Regions from separate parts of the Sus scrofa genome. Here region 1 is linked to region 2. The links are chromatin contacts, called in public Hi-C maps. All regions are on one chromosome and are shown on one strand. Each heading gives the region's core, a stretch centred on a gene start, on an enhancer-like site or on the middle of the called end of the contact. The rest is flanking DNA. Distances are from core to core; before and after follow the strand shown.

Region 1 (4,969 bases), core at 2,422-4,921, 51 kb after region 2:
TGTTATAAATGATGAGAGAGTGAACTCAACGTTTCACAATTTAAGTAGCAGGAAACCAGGCAGCTGTAAGAAATCTTTCAGTACTTCTGACCAACTTCTGCTTCCCTGTCCATCTCCTATGACCAGTCTTAAAGGATGGGAGGCGAGGTCTATCCAGTGCAGGAGAGTGACCCTTGCTCACAGCAGGTAGCCAGGAAAGGAGTCGCATGTTTTCATGTGCATGCACAGACCCTGTCCCCTTCCTTTATATTTTTCCCCTTGAATGACATCTCTCACTGTTGTAACAACTGCACACGGAGGCTCGTAGGGTTTACAAAGAGGCTAGAGGGAATCCCTTTGCAGGGTACCACTTGGGCCCTTCTACACTAAGCAATAGCAACCCCAGGCAGTCAGTAGAGCTGCTCTGACAGCGGCCGGGACAGGTGTCACCTTGGCAGTTATCAGAGCTCCTCCCTTCCTGAGCAGGAAGCTGAGCTGAGAGGCCCAGGAACCCAGGTCCCCCGAATCCAGCCCAAATACCCTGCTTGACGTTGCACCTGCTCATTTGCCCTGACAGTCAGCCACTTAGGGCAGACAACTTCCAAGGGATGGAAGATGGAAGGAAACTACCTTGTGATTCTCTGTCTTAAAAATGTTTACTGAATAACTTAGGAGCTTTACTTGTAGGCAATTGAGTATCGCCTACAGGTCCAAAGGCAGAGAAGTGGGAAAGACCAAAGTTAGAACCAGACAAGGTATCTATTCTGCCCAATGATGCCATTTAACCTGTGACCTTGGACATGCCAAAAACTTTTTTTTTGTATCTTTCCCTGCCTACCCTGGGGCGGGGGGGGGGGGGGCGGTGGTCATGAGAAGGTCAAATGAAAGCAGCTTTCAGAAGGCTTCAGAGCTTTGCATAAGCAGCTGGGTATCAACACCATCACTGCCAGAAAGAGCCCAAGAAAAAGGGCTGAGGCAGTCTCTGCCATCAGTGTGTCACTGATCAATGTCCCACCTAATGGCTGTGATGACCTTTCCATGTCAACACTATCCATGCCTGAAGACACAGGTCACTGAGGTCAGCACTCTGAGTGGGCCGTATCCATGGACCCTGCCGGGGACATGTACCTCTTCCTATTTATACAGATTTTAAATTTAAATATGGGCTTGTGTGTGGATAATACGGTTTAACTTTGTCCATTACAACCCCATATATTCATAGGAACCAACAGGCATCTCATGTTTCAGTGATTCCTTTTTGAGTACAAATATGATGGAACTAAAAGGCTGTGAAAGTCATTGAATCACAACACTGCTCAACCACTTTTCTGCTAAGAGTATGTCATGGCCCAGGGCGGGGCACAGGTATTATATGTTCTCCACAAACCTTTCCAACACCAATGACTGTAAGATAAAGTCTGGCTACATCTTGGACTTCGCAGATGTAGGCTTTGCGGCTGTACCTGGTGCCCCACATGAAGGCTTCTTTCCCACTGATACAGCACAGTTACCAGTCCTAAGTGGAGATGCCCAAGGGAAACGTTGACACTGGGATAACTGGAGGGTCAAAGAAGTCTTTCCAATCCCATTTCAGAATCTGGGATGGAGAGGGCCAGCAGGCTGCTGATGCCTCAGGGGCCAGCCGTGTTCCTTGGCCTCACACAGGGCCAGGCTCAGAGCAGAGCTTCATTCCTTCTTCCAAGCCATCTAGACCTCGTGACAGGCACCAGGGCTTGTGTTTTGGACAAGCCAGACAGAACTGTTTTCACTGAGAGTTCACTGTAGTGAAATACAAGCTATACAGACATGGGCAAATCATACTATGACTCTAGTTACTGCTGTGAAGGAAATGGTGGCAAAATAAATGGCCCGAGTAATTTATCTCAAATCACAGCTTCGGTAAATGGTGAAAGAGACTCAGACTCGGGTTTCCTGGCTCCGTTTTCTCTTCCTTTACATCCGCTTCCCTCTATCCTTCACTCGGGAAGAGGGTTACCCAACTCTGCATCCAAAAACACTCAGGCACCAAAAACCCCTTGTGATCAAGATACATTTCTTCAAGTCTCAAAGCGCTGACGTCCTTACTTCTAAATGAGAACCAGGAACTACGTGGGTCCCACTTTTTCCCAGCAGAGCTCACCTTATCCAGGAGGGCTCTGAGGACTTCAGTGCCTATTCCCCTCTGCTCCGCTGTGGGGAGAGAATGCCCTGGCCCTCAGGAACCTCTGCCTGGGCGCCCTCTGGGGTAGCCAAGACATTACAAGTAAGTCAGACATCCTCATTGGCTGGGTCTTGGGGTGAGTCAGACTCCTGGGCCCTGCCCTGGGTCAGCAAATCTCTGGTGCATTTATTATGCAGATTTACTAGTAAGGTCAGGTGGGGCTAAATGGGACCAGCAGCCTTTGGTTTAAAACAACCAATCTGCCAAGAACCAGGGAACCTCGTTTTCACGGACACAATTATTTGCAATAATAACGGCACCGTCTATGGAATACCTGGGGACTTTACCTGCAATAAATAGCGCAGAAGGTGGCTATGTTCTCCTAAAGATGAGAAAATCCAAGCCGAGAATTTTAATAACAGGCCCAAGCTCACAGGTAGCTAGCAAACTATGAAGCCCTTATTCCACTCGAGTTTATGTGATGGCAAAGAAGTTGGGTGGATTTGGGTAATTAAGACAGACAGACGATCACACACACACACACACACACCCGCGACCACGCCGGCTATTAAATGGAATATGACAAACGCTCAGTATCGCGAAGACACCGCAGGCAGCCTAGATAACACAGGAAAGAGGGAACTGCCGCGCGCACCCCTCCCCCAAGGCGAAGGAAAGGCAACCCCTGAATTCTTAAAATAACTCTCGCTTCCTCTCGGCCTCCAGAGGCTGGGGACTGCGGCTCCGCTGGCCGGGAGGCGCCGGGCTCAGCGGGAGGGTGCGCACCGCCTCCCCCGCAGCCCCAGGAGGTCACGCTCAGGCCCAGGCACCGGGGAGCCAGCCGCCCGCGGGCCTGGGAGAGGGCCTGGACCGAGTCGCATCGCTCACCTCGGAGGACCCGAGAATGTGAGGGGACGGCAGACTGTGCCTGCGAGGACTTCCCCGTGGGATCCCCGCCGCGCGCCCGCCTGGTGCGGAGAGGGGGGCTCCCCCGCCGCGCGCCGGGAGCGGCCCGAGCGGGGACAGCATCCGGCCCCCGGGGCGGCGCCGGAGGGACCCGCGGTGCGCCAGCCCGCACCCCACGCCACGCCCCTGAGCCCGGGGCGGAGGAGACACCTGCGGAGCCGCCCGCGCCAGCGGCCTCGATCCTAGGTGCCCCGCCAGCGGAAGGCACCTGGGTGGCCTCCGCGTCCGGCCGCGCGCCCTCCCCCGCTCCCCCGGCCCGCGCCCACCCTCCCTCCGCCTCGCGCCTGGGACTCACCAGCTCCGGGTGCAAGTCGCGGGGCGGCGGCGGCGGCGCTCCACGGTGGCCGCGGTCAGAGCTGGGGGCGCGACGGGGCGGCCCGGCGGGGCGGGAGCGGAGGCGCGCGGCTCAGAGTGCGGGCTCGGGGCCCGGGGTGGCGCGGCCGCCCCGCCTGCCGCGGGCTGGAGGCTGAGCGCGTCCGGCCCGGAGGCGCCACGGCCAGGAGCGAGTGGCGGCGGAGGCCCGGAGCGGCGGCGGAGGAACTGGCCGTCGCCGAGCCCGGCCGGGAGGTCCCAGCTACTTCCTGGTGCTCGGATTTGCATACCGCGCCTGGAGGGCGGGGAAGTGACCGTTTGGCCCCTGCCCAAGGTTTGGGGCTTCGGTGTGGCTGTCGCGCGGAGCTTTGAAGGCAGAGAAACCTGCGTCCCGGCGCGCAGCTTGGGAGCGTGGAGCCGCCTCGGGCAGACATTCTCCTGCGGAGACAGACAGAAGGATCTTAAAGGAGATCCCCTGGCGCCTGGCGTCCGGGCACGGCGACGAAACCTCTCGCGCCTCCTTTCCTTCCCTTCCAGGCTACCCCCTAGAGTGTTAGGAAGCGCGGTGGGGTGGGGGTTCTGGCAGCAGAGGGGCGCCCTCGGGTCCCCCCAACATTTGGAGTTCTCTAGAGGGAGCATGAGACTTGCCAAGCTGATGGTCTCCTTGAGTTCTTAAGCAATGGATGAGCTCCTTAAGTATGTATTGCGAGGGCCTTCAAGGTATTGATGGGGGTGGGGGTTAAAAGGCCTGGCAGTTACTCGGTTCCCCCAAACGTCAGTTTCCACTGGGAAAAAATGGAGGCAGGGCTACCGGGAGAATGGATGAATCACCGTCTGTAAAGGGATTGCACACTGCCAGGCACACGGGGATGGTCTCTGCATTCTTCCTGCCATCTCTGCATCCCCACCTGGATCACAACAGATTCCTGACCAGTGTTTGCTGAAAGAATGACTTTATCTTCAAGCTCGTGGTCCAGCTCCGTATATGTCACTTACAAACTTAAGACAGAACATCAGTCTCAGGCGCGTGGATGCCCACTTGTTCTAAGCGAGATTCCACGTACTGGGATCCCAGCATTGCCGCCATTGTAAAATTTACATGGAAATGAACAGTCCTCTGTAGGATATTTGGACTTTGTATTAATAAGAGCAAACACTTGGGGTTCCCTGGTGGCTCAGCAGGTTAAGGATCCATGTTGTCCCTGCTGTGGTGGGGGTTGGATCCCTGGCCTGGGAACTTCTGCATGCTTCAGGCATGGCCAAAAAAAAAAAAAAAAAAAAAAGCAAACACCTGCATAGAGCCTATTGGATCCCAGCCTATCAGACTAATGACTTTTTTTTAATGATTTTTATTTTTTCAATTATGGTTGATTTACAGCAGACTGATGACTTTTTATTAACAATGTTCCTAAGAGGCTGGCCCCCGCTTGAGGCTGCAGTCAAGTGTGCCACCTTGTAACATAATCCATAAAGCAGCTAGTCATGTATTACTGGTAACAGGGGACAAAGGTTTGCAAACTACTGCCTTAACAACAACAGGGTAGGTTTGTT
Region 2 (5,141 bases), core at 2,328-4,827:
ATACAGCACATGATACCAGAAAAAGCCAGATCCTTTTTATGAGATCTTTGAAGTGTATAATAAGAAAACTATTTGTGACTCCAATTCCTTGTACTAGTTCATTTTCTATTAGTCATATTTACATGTATAGCTCCATGCCTATACCTATTCATGTGATGTGTTTTAAAATATTACTTTTATATGTACTTACAATTACTTAATTGTTAAAGTTATTAATAATCTTATACAATTTGAGTGTCTATATATAAAATTACAAAGTTAACTTATGTACCTGGAAATATCATATATGATAATTAATAGCATAATATAAATTCACTCTTCAGCTCCACTGCTTTTTCTTTTTTCTTTTTTTGGGGGGTGGGGGGTTGAGCCCGAGGCATGCAGAAGTTCCTGGGCCAGGGATCAAACCTGCACCACAGCAGTAACCAGAGCCAAAGCAGTGACAACGCTGGATGCTTAACCCGTTGAGCCACCAGGGAACCCTAAAATCTCTTAATGAAGGCATTTGGGCTAACCTGAAATAACCTGCTTCCAGCTTAAATGCTGAGAAATTCCATAAAAACCAGGCAAAGGGAGATGTACATATATATAGTGGACGAATAGATGGAAAGGATACAAGATCTGAAATAAAATGCATTGAGGGTTATAATTATCCAAAGCTCTGTTCCTCTTTTCCATATGAGATATTAGTTCTTCCTTTGCCAAGCATTTCTCAAATGCATCAAATAGTACATCACTTGTATAAAAATGTTGGTACAGATATCTGTCCAAAGTTAGAGGACAAAATTGATTGTGGTTTTTAATAAAATCTTTTAATTCTCTGTAATAAGTCATGACAACTTCAGTGTTCGTACTCTTTTGAATTAACCTAAGAATGACAAGATGGGGTAAAGTGTGATATGCCAAAGGACATATTAGCACCTATTTTGGCTTCAGACTTGAATCCAGCATTTCCTCTGCTTCCAGACCACTGCACTAATCCCACTACCAATCTGAAATCACGCAAGCTCAGAGACATATTTTTATACATGAAGGGCGTGTTTTCACACCAGTGATAATGAAAGGTGATTACCCCCACACATAAGAAGGCGACCAAAGGCCCCTTTATTGTACAATAAGTGGCCTGGTTTTCCTGGAAATATTTATAAACTCTTTAAAGGAGTAAGTTACAAAGTATATAAAAAAATAGTTGAGGGAGTTCCCGCTGCGGTGCAGTGGGTTAAGGATCTGATATTTTCTCTGCAGTGGCTCAGATTCAATCCCTGGCCTGGGAAGTTCCATATGCCGTGAGCGCAGTGGCAAAAGAAAAAAAAAATTATTTGAGGCCCAAGTAACTGACAGGATTTTTTTTTTTTTTTTTTTTTGCATGAACATGGTACAGATCTGATGTTTAAATTATGCAGCCATGCTTTGATCCTGCTGTGGGAAGGCTCCCCTGAGACTATCTACTTACTGGCCTTTGCTGTTTATTGGACGTTGGATCTCTCACATAAATAGTGCGGTCAGTATTACGTACTGGTTGAGTCTTCAAATCTACTCCATCGTCATTCAGATTGTCTTTCCTTTTTGATTTTATACATCCCATAGTTCCTGTTGGAACAGAAAAGTAACGGCATTGTTTTACCATTCTAGAACTGGCTCCAAGCCACCAAAATCCCTCCATTAACGAAGAGCAAAAAGAACATACTTTGATTTTTTCATCACAGATGGTTTCACAAACTCAAAAGGGGATGCTGTTCACAAATCAGCTGCTTGTTCATGCATGCACGCATTCATTCATTCGACAACTATGGAGAATCAATTCTATGTCTGCAAGACATAATTCCTGCTCTAAAGACACTCCTAATCTTGTGGCGAAGACGTGTGAATGAAAATTACACTACAATGTGGCAAGTCAATGATGAGAGGATGCACAGGACAGAGGAAAGGACGTGGAACCGAGGCAAGAGGAAAAGGATGTCAGGGAAGCATCTGGAAGGAAATGCTCTGTGATTCAAAATGCGGGTGATGTCAGCTGGGTGGCAAAGGCAGCAACGAGATTCTGGGAAGAAGGAACTTCATGTGCAAAGTATTGGCCCTGAGCTCACACGGCCCCTTCAGGGAATTAGTTTAAGCCGATCCCTTCAGGGAACAAGTAAGGAAGTCCAGGAGGAGGGCTGGAGAGGAGGCACAGCTGAAAGCCAAGGCCACCTTGCAAGGTGAAGTGAGAGGCCTGGGGCTTCAAGGGCGAGCATGATTAAGAGCCAGAAGGCACAGAGCCAGGCGCCAGCCCAATGTGGCTTGGGGCCTGGGGAACAGAGGTGGCCTTCACCTAGACTGAAAATAAAAGAGGGGACTAGGATGTGGGAGAAAAGATGTTTACAGGAACCCCCAAACAATCACAGCCAGTAGTCTTCCCAGTAAGACTTGTGAGTGAGGACACCAGGAGAGATGGTGGAGCTGGGGGGCACAAACAGGTGCCATCAGACGGCCATGCCTGTGACTGAGGCTTCAGGGGAGAGCCAGCCTCAGAAGATGGCTAGTGCTCAGCCAGCAAGGACGTAATCACGCTTCCAAATGATAACTCTTCTTTGTTCACTCCGTTAGGACTGGGATGCATAGAACACCCCCCAAAGCACTCTGGAGACTAAAGAGGGGGTCACAGCACTGAAATAGCACAGGACTCTGGCCTCACACTACAGCCTTGGGGTCAAATGTATACATTTAAAAAGAAACAAAATCTATTAGGAGCTCCATCAGAGGGTCCTAGAGGGCCCGTTCCCAAACCTGAAAGAACACCAGAATGCCCTGGGCTCATGGAACAGAGTCCTGGGACACGGGCCAGGAAGTTCTCCCGCACCAGGCATCCCTCCGGGGGTGGGGTGGGAGGTGCTCCCCCGCTGATGGGTGTCATTCTGAAGCACTGCCAGTGGGGACCCTGGCCTAGAACTTCAGAGAGATGGTTTCACACAGGGAAGGCGAGTGGTGGGAATTCGCCACACCTCCTGGAGGAGGAACTGTTCTAGGAAACCTCAGGACCACTTGTCTGTCACCCTCTGCACTGTTTTCCCAGCTCATCCTGCCCCTAGTCCCGTTTAGTTCCCCAGGCTTCCAGGAGGACTTCGATCTGCGCCTTGTTTATCTTTTCCTGGGTTGACGTAGGGAGCCTCTAAGGACAGTCACACCTCTTTCTGAAACTAGCGAGCTGTAGTTCCCAAAATAAAGGGGAAGCAAGTAGTTCTTTGACTCAAAACAGCACTTTTTTTTTTTTTTTTTTTCATGTGCTAAAGTTTCTGTAATGGAGGTGGGTTTTCTAGCTGATCTGTAAATAAACAGGGGTGTTCTTTTCTGGCCAGTCCCACCCATCTCCACCCCTCAGGAAAGCTGGGTTTAAATCATCGCCATTGAAACGGTGCTGCAGAACCAAGAGAACGAGGTGGCGCAAAAACCATCCGGTACGGACCCTGGAAGGCACCCTGAGCTCCCAGGGGAGGAGCCCCGAGGGTCCTCAGGACGCACGCGCGCGCCCGGCCTGCGCGCTCCCCCGCCCACGACGCACGCGGGTCAGGTCTGCGCGCTCCCCGGGCCAGACGCACGCGCACCGGCTTGGGACAGCCCCTTTTTTTCCCGGGCCCTCGCGCGCGCTCTCTATCCCTTTCCAGCTCTGTCTTTTTTCAGATCTGGACACAAATGTTACCTCCCCAGACAGATCTTCACCAAGCTCCCCTCTGCCCACTTTTCACGCTTCACTCTCGTGTTTCTTATTAGGACCGACATTCCGTTACGTGTGGGTTTATTTAAGGTCAGCTCCCCAGGTGGACCATAGCGGAAGGGCCAGCCCCAAGCCTGCTTCTTCCCTGTAATGTTCCCAGCACCTCCACCAGTGCCGACAGAGAGCAGATGCTCTGGGAGTGCTCACGACAAGAATGCAAGGACTGTGCGCTCGGCTGCTGCCCTGAATGAATGGGCGTGGGTGGGAGGAGGACGTGGCTGGATCACTGGGGGAATCCGAATATGTGTAGACAGGATCCTGGACCTTGTGTGTGTTATAGGCGTGATGAAGGCACCGCGGTCATGCGGGAGAATGTCCACATTTGAGGAGATGCAGGCGAGGCGGATTAGGGATGGGGGCTCTGGGAGTGTGCAACTTTCAACACCTCCACCCAAAAGGAAAAGGGAGGGGGAGATGGAGAGTAGAGACGAATGTGGCAAAACAGTAAGAAATTAGTGCATCTGGGTAAGGATAGTCTTTCTTTTTCCTATACATTTGAAATTTTCAAAATAAAAAGTTGGAAGGGGAGAAAATAAGAAGATAGTATGAACAATTTATGCAAAAACAGTTTTTCCCCAAATATTAGGAACCCATGTAGTGCATGCACACATGCGTGTGTGAAGGCAGCAGATGAGGTTAGAAGAGCACTTGGCAGGTGTTATATGGAGGGGAGTCATTGAGCCAGACCTGTGAAGGGTGATGGAGATGGTTCAGGGGCAGCAGCCATGGGAAGGAAGACAGAGAATGAAAATGAAAAGCAGGTGGATGTGGGAGGGATGGTAAAATCTGCAGATGATCATTTTTTTATGCCTATTTCATCATTTCCCGTCCCCCATCACCATGGATAACTGAAAACCAGGTGTATGTCCTGTTTTCCTCTAGAGGAAAGCAGCAGGACAGGGCTCCCCATGGAGTTAGTGGCCTCTCTCTGCCCTGGCACTGAGCTTTGAATTTGGGGCACTGTGTGCAAACACTTCAGCAAAAAAGCTCAAAGAGCACTCCCCTTGTAGCATGGGATAAACACCACCAGCTCACACCAGGTCCTCAATTCTTTAGCTGTGCAAAGGTATCAGAAAAGCACAAAACACAATGCACCCCAAAAAAAACAGAACAGTTACATGATTTCGACGATTTCGACTGATAGGAGCTGTGCTTTACCATGACTCACACCTTAGTATTTTTCAATTAAGCATCTGTAATTTTCTGAGCATCTCATTTAATCCTCAAAGGAACTCCAAGACCCAGGTATTATTAACCCCACATTACAGAGGTGTAAACTGAGGCATGAGGTGAACTGGCTCAAAGTCACAGCACTAGTGAAGGGTGGACTCACACAGCTTTGGCCTAAAGCCTGCGCATTTTTTCCCCTTTGGCCAAAGAATGGCTATTT

Evidence for each region. A called contact is a pair of places that touch in the nucleus more often than the background predicts.
Region 1: a contact with region 2 is called in a Hi-C map of alveolar macrophages, with 1.6 times the contacts expected there. The contact joins the promoter of LYN here to the enhancer-like site in region 2. A contact is called at or near these places in 2 of 5 promoter capture datasets (fetal liver and liver), 9 of 47 Hi-C or Micro-C datasets (alveolar macrophages, blood, liver and 2 more) and 2 of 2 datasets of contacts at active chromatin or transcription factors (alveolar macrophages and skeletal muscle).

What each region holds. Positions count from the first base shown.
Region 1 is chr4:75,900,039-75,905,007 of Sscrofa11.1, forward strand. It overlaps LYN (tyrosine-protein kinase Lyn), which reads right to left and starts at 3,672. Exons shown (of 13, transcript XM_021089363.1): 1 at 3,402-3,672.
Region 2 is chr4:75,848,799-75,853,939 of Sscrofa11.1, forward strand. LYN (tyrosine-protein kinase Lyn) reads right to left here. Exons shown (of 13, transcript XM_021089363.1): 2 at 1,517-1,590. The coding sequence starts at 1,585. Among named protein-coding and RNA genes, the nearest start is that of LYN, 52 kb to the right of the region's middle. Within about 2 kb of position 3,578, at least 46 of the 83 cell types and tissues checked have an H3K27ac peak or open chromatin away from gene starts, as enhancers often do. A contact at or near this core is called in alveolar macrophages, fetal liver, liver and 2 more, where this site is marked.